Linked DNA regions of Zea mays: region 1 is linked to region 2. Evidence: chromatin contacts called from public Hi-C data. All regions are on one chromosome and are shown on one strand. The core of a region is the stretch at or near the end of the contact, and the rest is flanking DNA. Distances in the headings are between cores, read along the strand shown. Region 1 holds the start of LOC103653545. Region 2 holds the start of LOC103653544 (protein MEI2-like 4).

Evidence for each region. A called contact is a pair of places that touch in the nucleus more often than the background predicts.
Region 1: a contact with region 2 is called in a Hi-C map of tassel, with 2.4 times the contacts expected there. The contact joins the promoter of LOC103653545 here to the promoter of LOC103653544 in region 2. A contact is called at or near these places in 2 of 25 Hi-C or Micro-C datasets (ear and tassel).

The regions. Positions count from the first base shown.
Region 1 is chr4:99,446,001-99,450,679 of Zm-B73-REFERENCE-NAM-5.0, reverse strand. It overlaps LOC103653545, which reads right to left and starts at 1,835. Exons shown (of 11, transcript XM_008680422.3): 1 at 1,419-1,835. The coding sequence starts at 1,529.
Region 2 is chr4:99,148,006-99,152,781 of Zm-B73-REFERENCE-NAM-5.0, reverse strand. It overlaps LOC103653544 (protein MEI2-like 4), which reads left to right and starts at 3,102. Exons shown (of 15, transcript NM_001329435.1): 1 at 3,102-3,535; 2 at 4,142-4,247; 3 at 4,424-4,466. The coding sequence starts at 4,143.

The sequences.
Region 1 (4,679 bases), core at 586-3,085, 300 kb before region 2:
CCAGCGAGAACAAGCCCCAAAAGGCCAGGTACATTTGGAACAACTCCAACAACTACAGATTAATTATATTTTTCTTGCACAAAAAACTAGTCAAACTGTTTAAATTTACTATATCCAACGAAATAGTGAATCTAGCGGCTAGATTCATCGTTTTGGTAAAGTTTTTCAAGAGTGCTCTATCAAATTATGTTTGATGTACGTAGCTGGACAAAATTCCTCACTGTACCGCTGGTTACATTCAATTTTTTTATTTTCCTTCTTCACGAGTGTTTCTTCTTTCCCGGCCATTCCTCCTCTTCACTACCCAGACATGCCCGCATCCTTTCTGTTGGCATTTTTTGGACCAAATACTAACGAACCCTAGATTCTTCACGCGACGTGTAGGACCTTGAGCTCGACTTCACATGGTGTCGGAAGGTCCGCGGTAGGGCGCCGGACCATCCGTGGCGCGCACAGAGGTCTCGGTAAACCTAGATCTCATCTCTCGAGAGTGACTCCATCAGGGAGCAGATATCATAGGGTTGTTTCGGGATCGACAGACTACACAAAGCGCCTTTAGACAATATAGAGCCAAACAGAGTAGAAAATTGAGATTGATGAACTACAACTAATGCTACGCTATATCAAGATCTAAAGCATGAAGGTAAGTAATGTAAATATATTGGTTTGATTAGATTGTGTGTGCATCAATCGGCCGTACCCATTTATATTCGTAGCGAGGAGGTCTGAGAGAAGTTGAACAAAATATCACAAAAAATAGGAAGGATATCACAACAAATCAGGACTCTCGCTTGAATTCATCTAATCTTGAACGGTCCGAAGTACCAAGCCCGACCTAATGGTGATAATGGACTTTAGATTTTACACTATAAAATTTAAGGATCGAATCGAATTAGGAACGAGCTCTATTCCTATTAATTTTTGAATTAAAATTAATTAAAGATCATAGCTTATTGTGAAGCAACATTTTGATTGTAATCTATTACCATCCCTCGCTAGACACGGACTTAGCTTGTCTGTGCTTGCCTACCACCCACGGACCGTCTGATAGTATCAGTGCTACAATTTTTAGTGTTCAACACCTTCTTTCCTCGGCAAAATCTACGTATGAAATGCAGTTTTTGTAATCAAAATGCAGTTGGGACAATATCTTGGTGCTACAAAACTAGCTAGATAGTTTGAGGTAGCATGAAATGCAGGTTTTGTAATCAAAACTATATGGGTCTCCGTGTTCTACCTTTCCACCGCGCTTCTATTACAAAAACTAGATAGTTTCATCATTCCCGGCAAAACGAAACCCGAACAGGATCCACTCACCTCAAGAACGGCACACAAAAATAGGCCGTGGAATCCCAATCGCCCGGTAGAAATTCCAATAGGGAAAAAAAGGGTGGAGGTGGGGAATGAATGGTACGAACATGGGCGGCGCAGACGAGCTCGTCGAGCTTGGCCGGCGGCGGCTGGTGCCCCCTCCGCTCCTTGGGGTGGTGGTGGCCGAAGCCCCTGAGCCTGCGCAACGGCGACTTCATCCCCTGCGGCGTTTGGTTTCTCCCTCTAATCTCGCGTTCGTCGTTGCAAACAGGCGCCTCCTTGCTCCGAGTAAGCCCCTATGATCTTTCCGTAAGCGTAAGCTAGCCGTGGATTTGGAAAGCACCCTTGTGGCTGCGACCCCTTCTTCCTTCCTGATCCTCTGTGCGTCCGTTGCCTTGGAGTTGGAGCCTCGGCTAAAATTAGCTGGCCACTTGGGGCTACGAGGGAGAGGGAGTTCGGAAGGTATCAATCTCTCTTCCCGCTACTTATAATAGAAGCTGACGCTGCTTTGTTTAATCGCGAATGGAGGTCGGAGGAACAGGGACACCCATATCGGCACGGTTGACCTTGACCATGAGACTGCAATCGCGCGGGAGACCGGCTGCTGCCTGCTCCTCTCATTTGCCAAATTTCGACAAGCTGCTCCAACTTTTAATTCTCTCACTAGTTACAAAATGTTCGACAACCGGATAATGCACTTTTGATTGTTTGTCATTATGTTCAATGGTATATAGCATGAAATAAAAAACAGGTGAGAGAGAGCGAAATAGGAGTTAAAAAAAACATAAAAATGTGTACAACGGCTAGGATGCAAATAGTAGCTAGCAAGTTTATACAAGAATGGAATACAACGTAATTGAACATTAGCCATATATATTGTATCCTTATTTCTAACATCCATCATCTACAATCGAGTAAGTTACACAATTTTGATGACTGTGAATATAAATATAGTGTTTCTCCTAAACCTTGCAAAATATCTGCTAGTCTCGCTTGCTCAACAACCAACTACCTTGCTCCACAACCCACTACCCTAGGCCACCCATACACATCACAACGTGTCAATAATTTCCTAAAATAGATTCAAACATCTATCTAATGATACTAATTATATAACAAATATTAATATATATTTGATCAAAGTTAAAAATGATTGACACCTCAAGAACGACAATTATTTTGGGATGTATGGAGTATGTCATCAACTGGTGCTAATTTTCATGAAACACAAATTCTGACTTGTAAGTTAAAATTTTTGTTTTGTGGAGTACTCCTAGGAAGGGTATAATGGGTAGGGTTTCCGCACCCTGTATCCGTTGAGCTCGCTCTCGAGCTTCTCCTTGCGCTGGTCGCCACGGCTAGAGACACTGAAGACCCACCCCTAGTCGAAGCCATAGCACGGGCCGAGGCGGCTGCCAATCTTGGTGCCGACATCACAGTTCTTGGTCGTGATTTAAGAAGAACTAAGTTTGAACCTGTTTCTAGAAAACCCCAACCAAAACGGGATTTTCAATCTACGCTTTGATTTTTGAGTTGCTCAGGTTGATACTTCAAGAATCATCTTCTTTCCCCCGCGCAAACTTTCTGTGAAGTTTGAGAATTTTATGGGCATTTTAGCGTGCCCAGCACTGCCGGCCATGAGCGCAGCACTACTGCTCAACCATTCCTGCTATTCTATTACTGAATTTTTGCAGAGAGTTTGGTTGGGCATTCTTCAGGCTTTTGGTACATTCAAATGACACTGGTTTGCATTGTACTCTGATCTGCTATTTTGAGTCCTTAGAGGATTTTGGTTTGAGTTTTGGGAATCAAGTCACAAGTGTCGTTCTCGCAGTTCGAGAATTTGTAATGGCTCCCATTCACCCCCACTGGTGGCCTCACCAGTCCTTCATATTCTTCAGAGCGTTGATTCATGTTATACATCCATTTACGACTCATCTGTATTATTTGTATAAGACATTATTAATGCTATCTTTCATAAACATATGACACAATCGACCATAAAATTCAAGGAATCTTAACAAATAAATAACTATTTCAACTATATTATATGAGAGGATGAACTTGCTAACGTTTTTCACACTTAAATGAGTGAAATCTTCAACAAATTCTTCGAAAATAAATTGTATAGTACCTCCTCTCTTTGAAGCTTATCACGACATGAACCTATGAGAGAATTAAATTACCTTCATGTGTAATACACAACATATGAGACAATTAACTCAAACAATTTAAAAATATTACACAACAACACTATTTCAAACTTATTTAGCAAATGAACAAAGCTCCAATCTAGTTTACTACTAATTTCTATTACATTCATTCATATTTCTACACATATTAGAGGACGAACATACTAATTTTTCCCTAAATTATATAAACCACAAATATCAAAAAACCTAAACAAAAAATAACTATTTCAACTTCACTATATAGGAGGACGAACTTGCTGACTTTTTCGCACTTAAATGAATGAAAATTTTAACAAATTCTTGAAAAATTTGCACAACACTTCACCACTTTAAGCTTATAGCGACATAAATAGAGAGCTAGACTATGTTCTTCACACGAGCTAAAAGGAGAGGGTTTATAAATCAAGAATATTAGTACTTGGTGTCTTCAACTAGTACTAAATCATTGACATTAGTGCCGGTTGGAATCACCAACAGTTACTAAAGGAGTGTTTGGTTCAGCCCATATAAAGTTTAGTCTATGTTACATCAAATATCTAAATAATTTATACGTGTATATATTAAATATTGTCTAGTTATAAAACTAATAACATACACTACCGGAATCGCGTTCTTTGCCGAGTGTCTAAGACACTCGGCAAAGGCTATTTTACACTCGGCAAAGGCTTTGCCGAGTGTAACACTCGGCAAAGAACACTCGACAAAGATTTCATCGGCAAAGGGTTCTTTGCCGAGTGTTTTTTTCGGACACTCGGCAAAGACTTTGCCGAGTGTCAAAAAGCACTCGGCAAAGAAAAACACTCGGCAAATTAAGAATCGAAAAAATTAAAAAAAACAGCAAAACATTTTTTAAATTCTAGGAACAACTCTCCAACCCTACCCTATTACCTTACCCGTTGCCCTATCATTTTTCACTATTATTTTGAATCAAACTTATATGTTTTGTAAATGGTGAGATTCGAACTCGCAACCTCTCTCTCGCGCATTCCATCCTATACCACTATACTACTACACCAATTATGTTTATATTACGTTTTCATTCCCCATGTACTATAACAAATCGAGAGTAATTTAATTATTTAAGGCACTAAATGAGTTCATTTGAAAATGTGACCAACTATAAAGTTGCATAACTTTTTGAGATCTAAAAGTTTTATTTTAATAGTTTCTACATCC
Region 2 (4,776 bases), core at 1,853-4,352:
GATTGCACGCACACCTGGCACTTAGAACCTTTGCCTAAATCAAATTTCGGGATTAAATTTAAATTTGCTAACCACGACACACAACCAAAATTGATGTGATAAAGTCGTGAATGCTAAATATACAACTCATTTGAAATCACATTGTTCATAGACTTATTACACACATCATGAAAAGATAAGCGAAACAAGCCTCCATTGTCCTAGCCTTTTCCAACAAATGTCCCATACTTTGACAGTATACATTTATTAAACTCAAACACAAGTTTATAGCCATCTTAACATAGCAACGAGCCACTAACAAGATTATTTTTTATGGAGGGGACATATTGCACGTTCTTCAACAGCACCGTCTTTCCCAAAGTAAACTTCAGAATGACTGTACCAATACCATGAACATGCGCATGTGATCCGTTCCCCATCAGCAAGGCTCCAACCCCTTTGCACTGATAAGAAGAAAACAAAGAAATATTAGCACACACATGAATGTTAGCACCAGTGTCAGCCCACCACTCAGGGGATTAACACACTGAAAGAACAATAGGTAAAATATTACCATACACCGATGTTCCTTCTACGGTCTCGCTAACAACTATGTTTACTGATTTGTTCTCTTGAGTTGGTTTTTTCTCTTACTTAAATTTGCGGTCTGGACAAGTGCTTGCCCAGTGATCAGTACTCCCGCAAACAAAGGAACCAGCTCCTTTGTTCTTCTTTTTAAATGAGACTGCCTGCTTGGGCTTCTTGGCATTTTGTTGCTTGTTCTTCTTTTTATTATTATGTGACACATTGGAGTTATTCTTTGTACCATATTGGCACTAGAAGTCTCGACTCCTTTTCCATGAGTGTCTTTTGCTCTCGCCCTCTCCTCAACATCAAGAGACCCAGTAAGCTCAGCCATGCTAAACTCTTGTCTCTTATGTTTTAGAGTGGTAGCAAAATCCATTCAAGAAGGTGACATCTAAGCGATAATACCGCTAGCCACGAACTTGTCAGGCAAGACACATGTTAACTGTTCGAGTTCCTTAGCCAGTGCCTGTATTTCATGAGCCTGTTCGACTACAGGACGGTTTTCCACCATCTTATAGTCAAACAGCTGTTCCATGATGTACAGCTCGCTACCAGCATCATAAACACCGAGCTTCTCATCTAATGCATCCCATAACTCTTTTGCAGATGTGCACATTAGATAAGAAATCAACATACTTGTTGGCAAGAGCGCCAATCACGGTGCCTCAAAACAGGTTATTGACAACGTCGAACATTCTCTCCTCTTCAGGAGTGAACTGTTCGGGTTTCCCCTGTGCGGCGTGATAACAGTTCATTGCAGCCAACCACAATATCATCTTACTACGTCATCTTTTGTAAAATGTCCTATCAAAAGGTTCACTTGGTTTTAAAGTAGCAACAAAACCACTAACAGAAAAATGCCTAATATCAGGTTTTTGGATTGTTAGAGAAATATGCATTTTCAGTTTTAATTTAATCCAGAAAATCACAGTGATGTATGTGATGACATGTATGTGCATATGTGTATCACTACTCACATAAGTTGTAAACAACAGTAAATTATACACAAATACTAAGAACAGAGTGTACCCTGTGGAGGGACCGATGTTGCAAGGCATCAGTGGCTCTATTCACACGAGACATCTCATGTGTATGTTCGATGTAGTCATACGCAGTCGATGTAGACAGATGTACGTAGTGCAGTCCCTCGAACGACGCCGGCGACGAGGAACTTGATCAGCGTTGATTCAGCGGACGAAGCGAGCAGTCGTGAGTACGCTCCCCAAAAACCTAATCGTCCGCACACCTGTGCAAGTAACAGACAGCGATTTCGGAGGCCTGCTCTCCCAAACTCTCTGTGCTCGCAGAAGGTGGGACGAGAATGGCTGTGTGCAACGCGTCTGAGACTCTACGTGCGTACTGTGAATAGAAGCAGCCTCCACTCCTCCATATAAGTACACGCGCAGAGGGAGGTGAACAGACAGTAACAGTCACCATCAGAGCTACCGTTATAGACAGCCAGAAATTGATACCATTAGTGACGTCCGTTACTAGCCGACAACCATTACAGCCCGTCCGTTATAGCCATAACACAGGAAACAACCAGTAACAGACGATAATAATGGACTGTCATTACTCTAGGCAAAATATGCAACCCTTAGGACGGAATATTCGGATCAAAGTCCGATCCACCACGGCCCCGCCGGCGGCGGCGCGCGCGCATGATAGTCCTTCATCATTTTCTCAGCTTTATCAATAGATGCACCAATGATACTTCTATTTAAGTTGATTGAATTGTCACTTGAACTTCCGGTATGGTACTAAAGTACTAGTACACTGTAGCATTAAAATGAGCCTTTAACATTAACTATTATTGAATATTAATTTGTGCCAGACCCACATTAATTCAACAGTCGTTGCAACTAGCCATTTTTGGATCCAAAAAATTTAAAAAAATTGCAAAAACCACAAATTTCACCCCAATCTCTTTAGAAATACCCTACGCGGATGGAGCTCGTTACACAAACCATTCCATTATGTTGTGCGATTTCTGAGCGTTCAAATAAACGTGCGTGAATTACTTAATTCTGAAATAAAAAAGCTATAGAGGCTGTAGTCTGCTACAATCTATGTACTAGAGCATTAGAGATGAAGTGAAGTCGAGAGCTGATATGATATGGACGAGAGGAGGATGCTGCACTAGAACGAGGCTAATCCAAGCAGTGAGTGAGAGGAGAACAATCTGGCGCAAGCAAGCAAGCAGCAAGGCTTGCCGCCCGTCCTAACCAACTCAGCCCAAAGCCGTCGCCTCCCCCAACTCCCACCACCCAAATTTGAACCCACCGCACACCAATGCACCGCTCTCTTCCGTCGATCCCACTGCAGTACTGGTCCCACCCCTGTATCAAGTCACTGACAAGACAGCCCGCCTAGAGTGGGCCACATCTCGTCAGTTTCAGGTGGTATGAACAAGCCCCAGGACAGCCGCGCGCGCCGCGGTCCCGTGCTCCGCGGTGGCAGTCACCGGGCGTAACCGCAGGGTACGGTATAAAGGGCGTGCCGCCCGTCTCTTGCCGCCCGCATTTGGGTAGGTAGTTGCTGTTCCCCTGCGAGGCCCGCGTCTCCCCTTCGTCTCAACACCCACCGCCTCCTCGCCGGAGCCAGTAAGCTTCCGGCGAAGAAATCCGGCGGGCACATCACAAGGGGGCCGAGCAGGGGGACCTAGGCGAGCGCCGGAATGGGGGCCAGCGCCCGGGGGCTCGCCGTCGTCGTGGCTCTAGGGTTAGATAGGTGTCCGTAGCTTTTTTCTTCGCTCGCCCTCCCCCACGCGGCCAGGGTGTGCAGCCCCGGCGTCGCATTGGGTCCCGGGACGACCGTAAGGCCGCGTGATCCACCCGTGCTCGAGCTCGGACAGGGTCCCGGTTGCGTGGCATGGGGGCATCTCTTCCGCCTGCTCCCGCTGCCTGCGAGTTTGGCACCGTTTTTGAGCTCTGAAGAGGAGGAGGTGGTGGCAGCAGGCACCGATCTGGTGAGCCCCCACTCGCTTTCCGTTCTCTACATGGATGGTTTCTGTTTGGGATGTTTCAATTTTGGGAAATTTTGAAAGCTCTCGTATAAGTCGTTTTGTTTCGTGGGTGTCCTTGCTTGCTGTATGTAACCTGAGCTTGAATTCGGGGTCTGACAATTATTTTGGGTTGTGTTCTGCCGGGAATTCCTCGTTTTATTTTGATGGTTTCTTTGATCACTAGGGACTTGCTGGTTTGGAGCTCGTAGAGCCCGAGGCGCATTAAATTTTACATCTTCTGTGCTGTCGTATTGGGGGAAATTAAACATTTCTCTCAAATTTGTGGGATTCGCACTCTGGTTTGTCAAACCTACTGGTTCTGATTCAGAAGTATTGACTTTGGAAGCTCACACGAGCTAAAATCCGCCTTTTTCTCTGCTGCCCTGTGGCTCGGTTGTCATGGATTGACAGATTTCTGCCCGTAAAATTGCTCCTATTCGTCATGTTAACCCCTCGACACTTCATCTTTTCCGCAAGTTTTATTAATTTTGCGTTGATCCTGGGCAATTGAGATACGGTGCTGTTGTCTAGGTTTGTGCCTAACACGTTATATGGTCTGGACGCCTGCAGGATGCCATTTCAAGTCATGGATCCGAGGCACCACCTCTCCCAGTTCACCAATACAACCGTAGCTGCGTCCTCCTTCTCTGAGGAGCAGCTTCGCCTTCCCACAGAGGTAATAATCTGCAGTTGCAGAATTGTTGCCCTATTTATTGTTTTCTGTTTTTGTTAGTTTATGATAAGGCTAGTGGTGTCTTTATTGTTTTAGTTCATGTTTGATACCTACCATGTTGTCACTCGATTTTCTGGATATCTATGACATGCACTAATTTTTTTAATCTATCTTTGCAGAGGCTGGTGGGTTTTTGGAAGCAGGAGTCGTTGCATCACATTGGTGAGTACTTAATTTGATTCAATACCCCTTAGCTTTTTGCTCATTTCCATGCAAAGAATGCTCTTTGGCTGCAAAAATCCACATGTTATTGCGGGGAAATTTTGTGCATTTAATAACATTTTATGCGTGACTAAGGGCTAGTTTGAATCCACTAGAGCTAATAATTAGTTGTCTAAAAAATTGCTAGTAGAATTAGCTAGCTAACAAATAACTAGCTAACTATTAGCTAATTTACTAAAAATAGCTAATAGTTCAACTATTAGCTATATTGTTTGGATGTCTATAGAGCTAATTTTAGCAGCTAACTATT